3 separate regions of the Mus musculus genome follow, and regions 1 and 2 are each linked to region 3. Evidence: chromatin contacts called from public HiChIP or PLAC-seq data. All regions are on one chromosome and are shown on one strand. The core of a region is the stretch at or near the end of the contact, and the rest is flanking DNA. Distances in the headings are between cores, read along the strand shown.

Region 1 (4,039 bases), core at 1,443-3,942, 260 kb before region 3:
GAATGTTGCCGTGAGCGCTAGTCTATTCTTGAGCTTCCCCATAGACCCAGAGGCTCAATGTCCTTGAGAATCTCACTAGCACTTCACTCTGCCTCAGATTTTGGACATAAGATGATGAAGAATCCACACCAGGGCTTCGGGGATGGCTCAGAGCTTAAATCCACTTGCTATGCAAGCGTATAGTGATGAGTGTGAATGTCCACAACGATGAAGTCCAGCCATGAACTGCAAGCATTTGGATCTCAACCATTCCTGCATAAAGATGTGAGGCAGAAGCAGGAAAGTCCTTAGATGCTGCTCAGCCAGCTCTCCTGGAGTATAAGTCAGAAGCCAGCAGATATCCTGTCCCAAGGCAGACGTTGAGGACAGACACCCATTGTTCCCTGAGCATGGCCTCTGTAGCGTATCCATCCTTCGAGAGATAGTGTTTTCTGCACCATCCTGATCATGGGATGTGATGAATCCCACCATTTCCAAGCAGTCTGTCTCTCTGTTAGAGTTCTGTGGGACATTATCTGCACCACTGGGTACAGTCATATTTCCTTGGAGAGCCAGCAGGGGAGTGGGTGCACAGGCTCCAGAAAACAATTTAAGTGGGAACATCTTAGCACACGGCAAAGCCAGAAAACAGTAGTTCTGGATGTAGTGATTTGTCCCCATGACCACAGGCATACTGAAGAGTCTTCCCCAAGCTGCTCTGACTTCTCCTCCCTCCCAGACACTGGGCCTGTGCCATGACATGGAACAGAAAGGCCAGGTACGCTGAAGGCTCCTCATCCCAGGAACATGCTCTTATTAGCCTGAAGGTTGGATGGAGGTTTCTCTTGGAGTAAAGGTTTGTATAAATCAGTCAAGAGTATCCATGTGCAGCCCAACCAGACCTCTGCTCATGCTGGCTTGCTCAGAACTCACTCTCCTGAGAGCTTGAATAGAGCTTGAAAATGGGGGCAGGGGCAGGGGGAGAACACAAAGCAAGGGAGAGGTAGGAACAGGACAGGTGTGGGATGTAGAAGAGAAAGGGGGAGGGGAGGAAGGACAGATGGAAGGAGAGGAAGAAACAAGGACAGAGGGGAGGACATAGAGCAGAGATTCTCTAGAGTAACAGACAAGGAGGAGGGAGGGGAAGAGAGGGAAAGGTGGGGGAGGAGGAGAAAAATAGAAACACAGAGGGCAAAGAGAGGAAAAGAGGGAAGATGGGAAGGTGCATGTGAGACAGAGATGCAAGAGAAATGAATCTAAAAGATGGGAGGCTGCTCTTCTGTATCTGAAGTTATTTCACTTACAAATTAAATTGTATGTATGAGGGGGAGAGGCAGAATCTGCCTGTGTGTGTGTGTGTGTGTGTGTGTGTGTGTGTGTGTGTGTGTGTGCAAGTGTGCACACACACTCGCATGGGGCCAGAAGACGCGACTTGTGCTGTTCTGTCACTGCTTTCAACACCCCCGGCTTGTGAAGAGGATGCCAGTGATTCCGGTTCAGGCCCTCGTGTGTGGGCAGCCATTGTTTTTAGCCAGAGTCATCCCCTGCCCTAGATGCAATGAAATGGCCACATAGTAGACCAGACCACCATGCCCGCTGTCTGCTCACAAACATCCACCATCTCCATCTAAACAGGTTGCAGTCTTGCTGATCCATCATAGACTTTGTCTCTGCACCTCATCACCCTATACACTTGCTACTTTGTATCTCATCACCCTATGCTGTTGCTACTTTGTATCCCTCCACCTGCCGGTTTCTTCAATTGGACCCTGATAATCCAAATTTCTCTTTTCTTCAAAGCCAACTTCAGTTATTTTATGCTTTCTGACTTGTTGCCAGCTTAGTGGATTGATGACATTTGCCTTCATATGAGGAAAAATAAAATATATTCCAGGTTACAGATAAAACAGAAAAGGCTCAGTAGTTGGGACAAATTGTGACAAAGCCCAGTCAATTTAGTTTCTTCAGAGAAAGACATTCTTTCCCTGGGAACCCTCTTTGATAATTTGTTTGACCATCTTTCTGTTTCCTGTTATATGTGAGTTGATATGCATGTATAACCGTGCGCAGGCACATGCGTATTATCTGTGTGTATGTGTGTATACAAAAGATCTGCGGAGGATTGCTGGAAATCTCTCTTCTGTCAAACTCTTAGGCTGGACCTCTCAGGCATTACCTAGATGCAGCAGAAAAATGCCCTCCTACCGCCTAAGCCAAACCACATCCGAGTTACACATTTAAACCTTAAAGGGGGGGGGGGGGGCTATGAGGAAGAATATAGTTTTCCCATCATCAAATTCTGCCAGCTTGTTTCTTAAAGTGGATCACTAGTGTGACTTTACTTTATTGGTAGCATGGGCCAGTTACCCTTTCTCCCTTCTATTACATAAATAAAAGAACTAAACTATACACTTCTAGCTCATACCTTTTCATATAAAAATGCCTGTTAATACCATGTTCTGGTTTGATGACAGCCTTTCGCCTGCAAGGCTTCCACACAACTGTGTCCACATACCCATGCTGTAGGCGGAAGCCTGCATTTCCTTATGAAGGCTATGCTGGTTTTTTAGCTTCTGCTCCTACTGGCCAAGTTGTCTGCTCTCACCATGGAGGATCACCCCCCCTCCCCCGCCCCACCCTTCAGAGGCCTCCCTCGTCTCACGCCCTGTAACAGTGACCTTTAGACAGGGCTGCATGTTCAGGCGGGGGTGGGAGACAAGGGTGACAAAGAAGAACATATTCAGGGGAAGAGCCCCAGTGAAGCTAGGCAGATGGATCTGTGATATAAGCTTTTAATTAGGGCCGCAAGGCTGTCTGACCTCTCAAGAGACAAAAGGTGTGTGCTCGGATCCCACGGCTCACCTGCTCCGACACCCCTCGCCCATTAGCCAGGCGCCTCTCAGACCCCACCTGGAACATGCAGGCTGGGGAGGCGCCTTTCTTCCCAGGGCAAAATCAGCAGTTTAGCATGACATGTTCTCAGCTGGCAGATGGGAGAGGGCGGGCTGTCACCTCAATAGAATCTGATCTGATGCTTAGGTAAGACCAGGACAAAGATGGAATTGTTCCAACATCCACCAGCCAATAGAGCAAGGACAGTCACCTCTCACACTGGGGGTTGAGAAGAGGGCGGGCCTCACTAAGAGGAAGCCACCCTGCCAAGTGCATGATCTCTGCAGTATTTACACGTGTCACCATCTCAAAAACCCTCAACTGTGCAGACAGATGGGGTGCATTCTGTTTGCTTGCAATGTCCCCTAGCAGATCTAGGGGACATTGCTTTCCCCCTGCGGATCCTGCTCCAAGGCAACCTCAGTGCATTATCTGTGACCCTCCCCCACCCAGAGACTACTTCCACAGCAGTGAGTGGTAGTTCAAATGTTACTCAGTGAGCAATTCAATACCAGTGCAGCGCACGATCTATATACCCACTGCACAGATGCAGAGACACTAAGGCTCAGAAGCACTTCAAACTACAACATAAAGTCCTGCTGCCTGCTCTTCTCAGAGTAGCTCAGGGGGGGCCATCTAAGGCATAAAGAATTGTCCCAACACCTTCAGTCATCCCGAACCCAAAAGAAGCCAATGACTCCATGTCACAAGCCGCATGCCACGACAACATCCAAGCATGTCTGCAGATGGATCCGGGAAGCACAAAACCCTGACATGCTTGGGGGCTCGACTTGCTCCTCTAGATTCTCAGGCAGTAAGCATGGGGCAGAGGCCTCGGCTCTTGACTTGCAGCTCAATGCCACTCTCAGACCCACTCTGCCCTGCTGAGCACAGAGAGGCAAAAGCAGGTCACTGTCTCGAAGTCCATGCTGACTGTGATGTGCTTGGTACCAGGTTCAGTTCAGGTGCCTTGTACAAGAAGCTCCAGCATTTGGCTTCATTTCTAGCCTTCTCTCCTTCCCTTCCTCCCTCCTCCCCACCCTCCGCCCTTCTTCCTTTCTTCCCTTCCTTTCTTGCTCCCTTCTTCCCTTATTTACTGGTTTCATTCTTCCTTCTATTCTTCCCTCCATTAGATTATTTCAAAGCATTCAAACTGACAGAATAGCTG
Region 2 (4,017 bases), core at 1,271-3,770, 350 kb before region 3:
AGTCTGCTCTGCTGATGCTCTGTGAGCAGCTCCCCCATCCTCTTGCTAATCTGAAGAGACACAGGGTGGAGGCCAGCCTGGAGCGGTGTCCACAGCATGGCTGTTGGCCTTCAGCTGGCTGGGACCTTATCCTGGCTCATTTCCTTGCTATGTGCTATAGTGCAGTACAGAGACAGCGTAGGCGCTGGCCTGGAGCAGTGTATACAATACAGGTGTTGGCGTTTGATTGTCTAGTACCTTACTTCTAGCTCATTTACCTGCTACCTGTTATAATATGGGCAGATGATCTTTTTACATTACAGTGCTTCATTCACCTAGAAAGATATCAGGTTGCTGGGTTAGGGAAACCATATTAAGTAGGCAACCTCTTGGTAGACGTGATGACGATATCACCAGATTAGGAAAATTGGCACTTCAGCAAACACGTATGAGAGAACCCAGGGAAAAGTTCAGGATTAGAATCTAGTTCTAGCGTTGAGTGGAGAAAATGCCAACAACCTCATTTTTTTTTCTACATCCACTCTCCAGGAGGAGCCTAAAGTATGCAGCCAGTCAGTAGAGTGTCCTACTAGCCTAGCATGGCTCCTCACAGCCTCCTAGTCACATAGTAGCTGAGGAATGGGGAGCAGGGAGAGTTGGGACATGGCTCAAGGCCACTCAGCAAGGGAGTGACAACCAAAGGCCGGGTCTAGCTGTGGCTTTCTCTTATCTGCTTCCTACTCATCGTCCATCTGAGACACTCTCCAGAGATCTCCAGGCAGGTCTGGTGTATCGTCTGACCTTACCGTGTGTAAGCAAGGGGTCTGGCTCAAGGGCGATACTCCTTAAAAATTAAAAAAAAAAAATAGAGAGCCAGTAAGAATCTCTCCAGAGGCGGGCAGATCCACCCACTGGCAAAGTGGATACTCAACCACGTGGTGCCTTTTCTTAGTCTACCTTGGCTAAAAGGCACGAATGTCTCCTCTGTATACTCCTTACCTGCCAGCAACCCCTCCTCCAAACTTCTACAGATGCAAAGAAGGGAAGGAAACACATTCTCTTCTCCCTTGGGTATGACCAGTTGAAAATGTCTCACCACGTGTTAGTGTAGGCTGCTCGAGATGTACTCAATATGCCTAACAAGCACCAGAATGCTCTATGACTGTATGTAATATGGGTCATGACATAAAAACAGAAAGGGAGTTTGGGGGTTGGGAAATGGAATAAAGGGAGGAGGCTCTGAGGAGAGAATGTTGTCAAAGCGTGGGCTAGCCTTGAAGGTTGACTTTATGAAAGCCAGCACTGTGTACAGTAAATATCAACCAATGGAAAATTGGAGTATATTAAAAATATACGATTCCTTACAGTTGGAATGAAGATCAGTCCATTACACATGGATTTCCATTTGTCTGAGATAGATAAACAGAGACCATAGGCAAAAGTTGACAGGGAGCCACAAGTGACAGCCAGCAGAGCTGTGAGGGCAGCCTTGGAGAGAAACTCTCTGCAGCCCTGAAACCCTGAGCTTCCCTGCGAGGGGTGGCCTCAGAGAGAGACTCTGTGCTGCTACCCCCTTTGACTCCGTGAGCCTGACATGGCTTGTACAAAAGGGAGAACCTAGCTTTTAACACAGGAAGTATTCCAAACTGAGAATGTAAAAGGTGAATGTACACTGGGCGTGGTGGCGCATGCCTTTAATACCAGCACTTGGGAGGTAGAGGCAGGCAGATTTCTGAGTTCAAGGCCAGCCTGGTCTACAGAGTGAGTTCCAGGACAGCCAGAGCTACACAGAGAAATCCTGTCTCAAAAAAAAAAAAACCAAAAAACCAAAAAACAAAACAAAACAAAACAAAAAAACAAAAACAAAAACAAAAAAAATCAAAAAACCAAAACCAAAACCAAAACCAAAACAAACCAAAAAGAGGTGAACGTGTGCTGGTTTTGATCCAAACTGTGACTGCGATTGAAATCATTTTAGAGCTTCTAAAAGTAACCATGGAATCCTGTTTTTACTTTTTTGTTTTGTTTTGTTTTGTTCTCTCTCCCTCCCTTGCCCTCTCTCAGCCTCCCCCCCCCCACTTTCTCTCTCTCTCATAAAATGAAAGAGTGAAAGAGAGCCAGTGAGATGTGAGATGGCTCAGCAGGTAGATGTGCTGGTCACCGAATCTGATGACCATGATGAGAATCCATAGCCCAAAAGATGGGAATGGATTTCTTCTGCAAGTCATTTTCTAACTACCACAAGTATGTTATGGTGCACTGCACACTTACACACACACACACACACACACACACACACACACACACACACACACACACACACATGCGCGTGCGCAAGAGCACATGTGCGTGGATGTGTGAAAAAGAGAGAGGAAGAATGACTACCAGAGCTTAAAGTCAAAGGTCGCAGAGGCCTGGGATAAAGATCAGTGAAGTCACTGCACACCTGGCTTGTACAAGGCTCTGGCTCCTCTTCTCAGCACCTATTTCCCCCCAAATCAACCAATGTTTACCCTAAATAAGAAGCCCCTGTTCCCGAAGAGCAGAGGGAAAGGAGAGTTCTCACACAGTGCCAAGATGACCTCGGCAGACTGAAAGCATCCGTTATTGACAGTGGGTCAGTGGGTCAGAGCATTTCCTGGTCCTGATGAATCTGAAACATCTAAAATCGTATTTGAATGGCAAGGTAAGCCAGATCTTGAGAGTTTCGTCCCTGTGTTACATAGTAATAGATGGTTTGCATCTTTGTATCTGTTTGGCATTTTCAAGTTTTCAACAATGGAAATTAATTCTCCCTCCCACTGATAAGAATTCTGTAACCCTCCCGCCTACACCCTCAACCCTCCCTCCTACACCTTCAACCCTCCCTCCTACACTTTCAGCCCTCCCTTCTATACCCTCAACACAGGTAACTGAGCAGCACCTCTCTGAGCTGCCAGAAAGTTATCGGAAGTTCCTGGACAGCAGCTCCAAATGGATCAGACAGTTTTCTATTGAAAAGTAAAACCCAAGTGTAAAAAAAATACACATAGACATAGAAAAGCAAACTAACTGCTGGCTGGGCTTCTGGGTGACAGTGGTTCCCAGGGACTAGGCAAGGTTACTGGATCTTGCCTAGAGACTTGCCTAAGGATGGGGAAGTCCCTAGGTAGCATGGATGTTAGGTTTGTGGGGCAGGCTGGAACACTATATCTCTCAGCAAATAGTGGGGAAGCTGAGGTATAGGGATCACAGTCTTGTTCCGTTTTTCTCCTGAAAGCCATTGCATGGGTTTCAAAAATGACTTCTGCAGACTGAAAGAATCCATCTCATTTTCAGTGGCTTGATGAGGTGTCTTTCTGGGGGTTGTAGTCCATGGCATGGCCCCTTCTACATCAGAAGGATCCATGGGTTTGTCCTTAGTTACATGGCATGTCCATGGTCAAAGCCTTGCAGATGAGACCCCTGGGAGAGGTCACCATCTCCTATCACACAGCCTCCTCTTCTTCCTCACGTTTGTCTCTGTCAGGCCTCACTCCTCCAGTGCAATGCTTTGAGTTCCTAACCATTCTGTGGGTTGGGGATGGAGGTCAGTAGGAGTGGATGGGGAGGGTAGGAAAGCAGGAAGGTAGAGAATGGGGAACGCTCCCCCCCCAAGATTTTAGCATCAGGCTGACCCCAGGGACTAGAGGTGGGATGGGGCTTCTGGTAGCCATCAGCTTGGATGAAGAGATGCAGAGAGCCCCAGACCCTGGACCCAGTACCCTTGCCAAGACCTTCCCTGAGACACTCCAGTCCTGCCTGTGTGTGACAGGACTGGGTCCCACACAGCTGAGCAGAGCTGGAGTCTCTGTTGACACATTCCTGGTTGCAACTCACTTTCCCTGCCTGGTTCCTATTAACACTGTGGGGTTCCAAGCTTTAATGGATACACTCTGGCTGCAAGGGAGGGCTGCCCAGGGCCGCCGGCTGCCAACCAGGTTGCATACAAATGAGACCTTCACAGCCCAGACACTGTTTTGTTTACTAACTTCTCAAAAAACAATTAAGCAACAGCAA
Region 3 (3,575 bases), core at 171-2,670:
ATCATGGGTGCTGATCGCATCAGCGCCAAGTTTCAGACTTCTTGTCTCAAGTCTTCAAGTTCCTCAAATTCCTCCAGGAATTAAGCTGCGTTTACTTCACCTTCAAATCACCAGATACTGTGTGTGACCTGTCACAGAGAAATAGTTATTGACATTTATAGCATGGTCAAGGAAGTAAAAGAAAGTGAGCAGGAAAAAAAAGGGACCAGGAAGGAAAAAGGGACCAGGAAGCTTAAACCAGGCTCTTCACCTTCTGGAATCATTCTCTGGAATAACAAGAAACAAAACCCAAAAAGATTGGGTTAAAATTATGAAATTATGTCTGTATTGTGTGCTGTGTGTGTGTGTGTGTGTGTGTGTGTGTGTGTGTGTGTGTGTGTGTGAAAGAAAGTTATCTTGCCTTTAGTTTATGTGTGTTTTCATGTTATGAAGAGTTATGAAGATTCTACTGATGGATTACTTCCTGATTTTTTTTTCAACACCGTATCTACTCAGAATTTCCTCCTTACTATAACTTATAATTTCAAACAGGAAGGTGAGATGGTTAAGTAAAAAATAAATACCATAATTCGAGGTAGGCTGAGACTGTGAGATGGCTCAAAGATGCTGGCTACACAAGCATGAAGACCTTGACCTCTGGACCCATGGTAGAAGGAGACAACGAACTCCAACCACTTATCCTCACATCTCCACACATGCACTGTGAACACACGGACCCTCAAGCACACACGGAGACATACTCATGATAAATAATATAAAAAATAAGCAGGAGGATGGAGAGATGTAGATTGGACTGGCTGAGTGGCCTGGACCATCTTACTGACCTTTTAGCTCACTTCCCATCTATAGAATGAGTCCTTCGATCTTCTCAGAAACATTTGCTGTAAAAATATTTTACAAATGCCAAGAGGACCTTCCAGCAGGATGATGGCAGCATCTAATCCCTGAAGTTAATGATTGGTGGGTTGAATAGGTTTGGCTCCCATAGGGAGTGGTATTATTAGGAGTTGCGACCTTATTGGAGTAGGTGTGGCCTTGTGGAAGGAAGTGTGTCACTGTGGGGGAGGGCTTCAGGTTTCCTAGTGTTTAATCAGCCCCTATTTGTGGGAATAGCTGCCTGCTGGCTGCCTGTGGAAGACAGTCTCCTTCTGGTTGCCTTCAGATCCAGATGTAGAACTCTCAGCTCCTTCTCCAGCACTATATCTGCCTGCGTGCTGCCATGCTTCCCACTATAATGATAATGAACTAAACTTCTGAAACTGTAAGTCAGTTCCAATTAAATGTTTGCCTTTCTAAGTGTAGCCTTTATCATGGTGTCTCTTCGCGTCGATGAAACCCTAACTAAAACAGAAGTTCGTATTGCTGTGATAGACCTGACCATGATTTTGTTTGGAGGAATGTGGATTTTGGAACTTCGGATTAGTACAGCAGTGGAATGCTTTAAGTTGAAATTAATAGGTCATACGTGTAGGAACATGGAAGACAATTGTACCGAGGGTGATTTGAACTGTGGGGACCTGGCTCAAGAGATTTCAGAGGAGAAGTATTTTAGCTTGTTGCCTGGAGATTGTTCTTGTGATATTTTGGTGAAAAATGTTGCTGCTTCTTGGCCTTGGAGCTTGCCTGAGTCAAAAAAAAAAAAAAAAAAAAAAAAAAGGAGAGAGAGAGAGAGATTTAAATGATTTAAATTAATTATATTAACAAAGGAAATCTCAAAAACAAAAGTCTAACTCAGACCTTGTCCTGTTGTTCACTCTCATAAGACTGTTTTGATAACGTCTAGCAAGCTTAGTAAGGAAAACTACAAAATATACGGCTCAAGCATTAAAGGAGCACCAGGAAGTGGAATGGAGCTGAATTCTGTGTTCAAGACTATTAAATGAATTAAGGGAGTGGTGACCTTGGGGACCTTGGGGCAAGATCCCAGACAGTTAAGTTTCTTACCTCTGTGATTGAACAGGGGATACTTGCATCGTGTTAGGCATTGTTTTGCCCTGGTTGCTGTTTTCATTTGGACACAAGGATATATGATTGTACGTCAAATTGACAAGGGAGGGAATTGTGATGGCTACCCGTGGTTGTTAATTTGACTATATCTGGAATGAACTACAATCTAAAACTTAAAAAGATCCTGTGAAAAGGAAGTAAATATCCAGCCATGGTGGTACACGCCTTTAATCCCCAGAGACAGAGGCAAGCAGATCTCTGAGTTCAAGGCCAGCCTGATTTAGAGCAAGATCCAGGTAAGGAAAAGCACATGTTCGGGTGTGGTGATACTCAACTTTAATCCTGGCACTCAGGAGACAGAGGTATGCAGATCTCTGAGTTCAAAGTCAACCTACAGCACAAGTTCCAGGGTAGTCAAGCAATAAGGGAAATCATTGAAAACAGAAAAATGGGAGAGATGTAACTAGAACAACGGGGCCATGTTCCAGCCCCTGCAAGCAACATAACTTGGTAGCTTCAGCCAGATGGATCTCGCTTTAAAGTCAAGAATAGAAGGAATTACTGGGATAATTGGTGCTGGTTAGCTGGAGCTAAGAAATTCACTGTGATTGAAAAGAGACCAGCATCACTGGGGTGAAATCTTCTGGAAAGTGTTTTCTGAGAGCACAAAGAAGCTGTACTCCAGAGGAAAGCAAGGTTGCACCTCATCCTGGCAGCTAGGATTGGTAAGAGTCATTCAAGTGGACTGGTTTTAAAGGGATGAAGGAATCAGAAAACAGCTGAGGCTTGGCATTATGAGAGCCCAAGAAAGGCCACTGGTGAGGGTGAAGTCTCAATGCCAGTTGAAGGCCCAGGACTGAAGCAAAGGAGTTGAGAGTTGGCACCATGAAATAAAGCCTATAAAAGGCTATCAGTGGAAGTGAAACCTAGTTTCAGCAGAAGACCCCATGGGACTACTACCAAGAGTATTAGCAGCGGTGGAGTGGAGTCAACCAGAACTTAGTGTGTTACGGAGGGCAGAGATAAAAAAGTGACCCAAGCCCTTTGGAGGATCCTGGGAAATCATGTGTGGGTCCCAGACATTGGAACAAGAAGCTGTAAAGTTGAAGTTGCCTTGCAGATCCCAAAATGTTAGAGATTCCAGAGCTCTGGACCACCTGCCAAGGGAAACTGCTAATAGGGAGTACAGATCCATCCCAAGAGAAAGAATTGTGTTGCAGGCAAAAAAGTTAAAAGGAGTTGGACATCAGACATGGAGATGCGTTTAGAGTTTGCCCATTTGGTTTTTGGTCTTACTTTGGTCCAGTATTTCCACACTATGATGTTTTGGAAGGATAATGTATACACTATAATATTGGAAGTGTGCAATCTGCTTTTTTATTTTGATTTTATAGGGGATTATAGTGAAAAGATTGAATGAATATCACAAAAGACTATGGCTTCTTTCACCAATTCTTTCCAGGATATTCCATAGGCAGAAACTTTATCAAGTGCACTCTGCTTGAACCATCCATTGTTAGAACCAGTACTCGTGTACTCAGAGGACACATGCTTGGCTTACGTAACTCTGATCTCTGTATTCTAGCTGTGGACAAAAAAACAGATTCGATGAGAAATCCAGCATCGCA

What was found. HiChIP or PLAC-seq counts read pairs in DNA pulled down with a chosen protein or histone mark.
Region 1: a contact with region 3 is called in an H3K4me3 HiChIP or PLAC-seq map of the SCID.adh cell line, with 24 read pairs. The contact joins two enhancer-like sites.
Region 2: a contact with region 3 is called in an H3K4me3 HiChIP or PLAC-seq map of the SCID.adh cell line, with 21 read pairs. The contact joins two enhancer-like sites. A contact is called at or near these places in 2 of 115 datasets of contacts at active chromatin or transcription factors (the SCID.adh cell line and T-cell acute lymphoblastic leukemia).

The regions. Positions count from the first base shown.
Region 1 is chr12:106,841,189-106,845,227 of GRCm38.p6, reverse strand. No RefSeq gene overlaps it. Among named protein-coding and RNA genes, the nearest start is that of Gm40569, 6.3 kb to the right of the region's middle. Within about 2 kb of position 2,692, at least 16 of the 459 cell types and tissues checked have an H3K27ac peak or open chromatin away from gene starts, as enhancers often do. A contact at or near this core is called in the SCID.adh cell line, where this site is marked.
Region 2 is chr12:106,931,569-106,935,585 of GRCm38.p6, reverse strand. No RefSeq gene overlaps it. Among named protein-coding and RNA genes, the nearest start is that of Gm16087, 22 kb to the left of the region's middle. Within about 2 kb of position 2,520, at least 2 of the 459 cell types and tissues checked have an H3K27ac peak or open chromatin away from gene starts, as enhancers often do. A contact at or near this core is called in the SCID.adh cell line, where this site is marked.
Region 3 is chr12:106,577,761-106,581,335 of GRCm38.p6, reverse strand. No RefSeq gene overlaps it. Among named protein-coding and RNA genes, the nearest start is that of Gm32935, 51 kb to the right of the region's middle. Within about 2 kb of position 1,420, at least 2 of the 459 cell types and tissues checked have an H3K27ac peak or open chromatin away from gene starts, as enhancers often do. A contact at or near this core is called in the SCID.adh cell line, where this site is marked.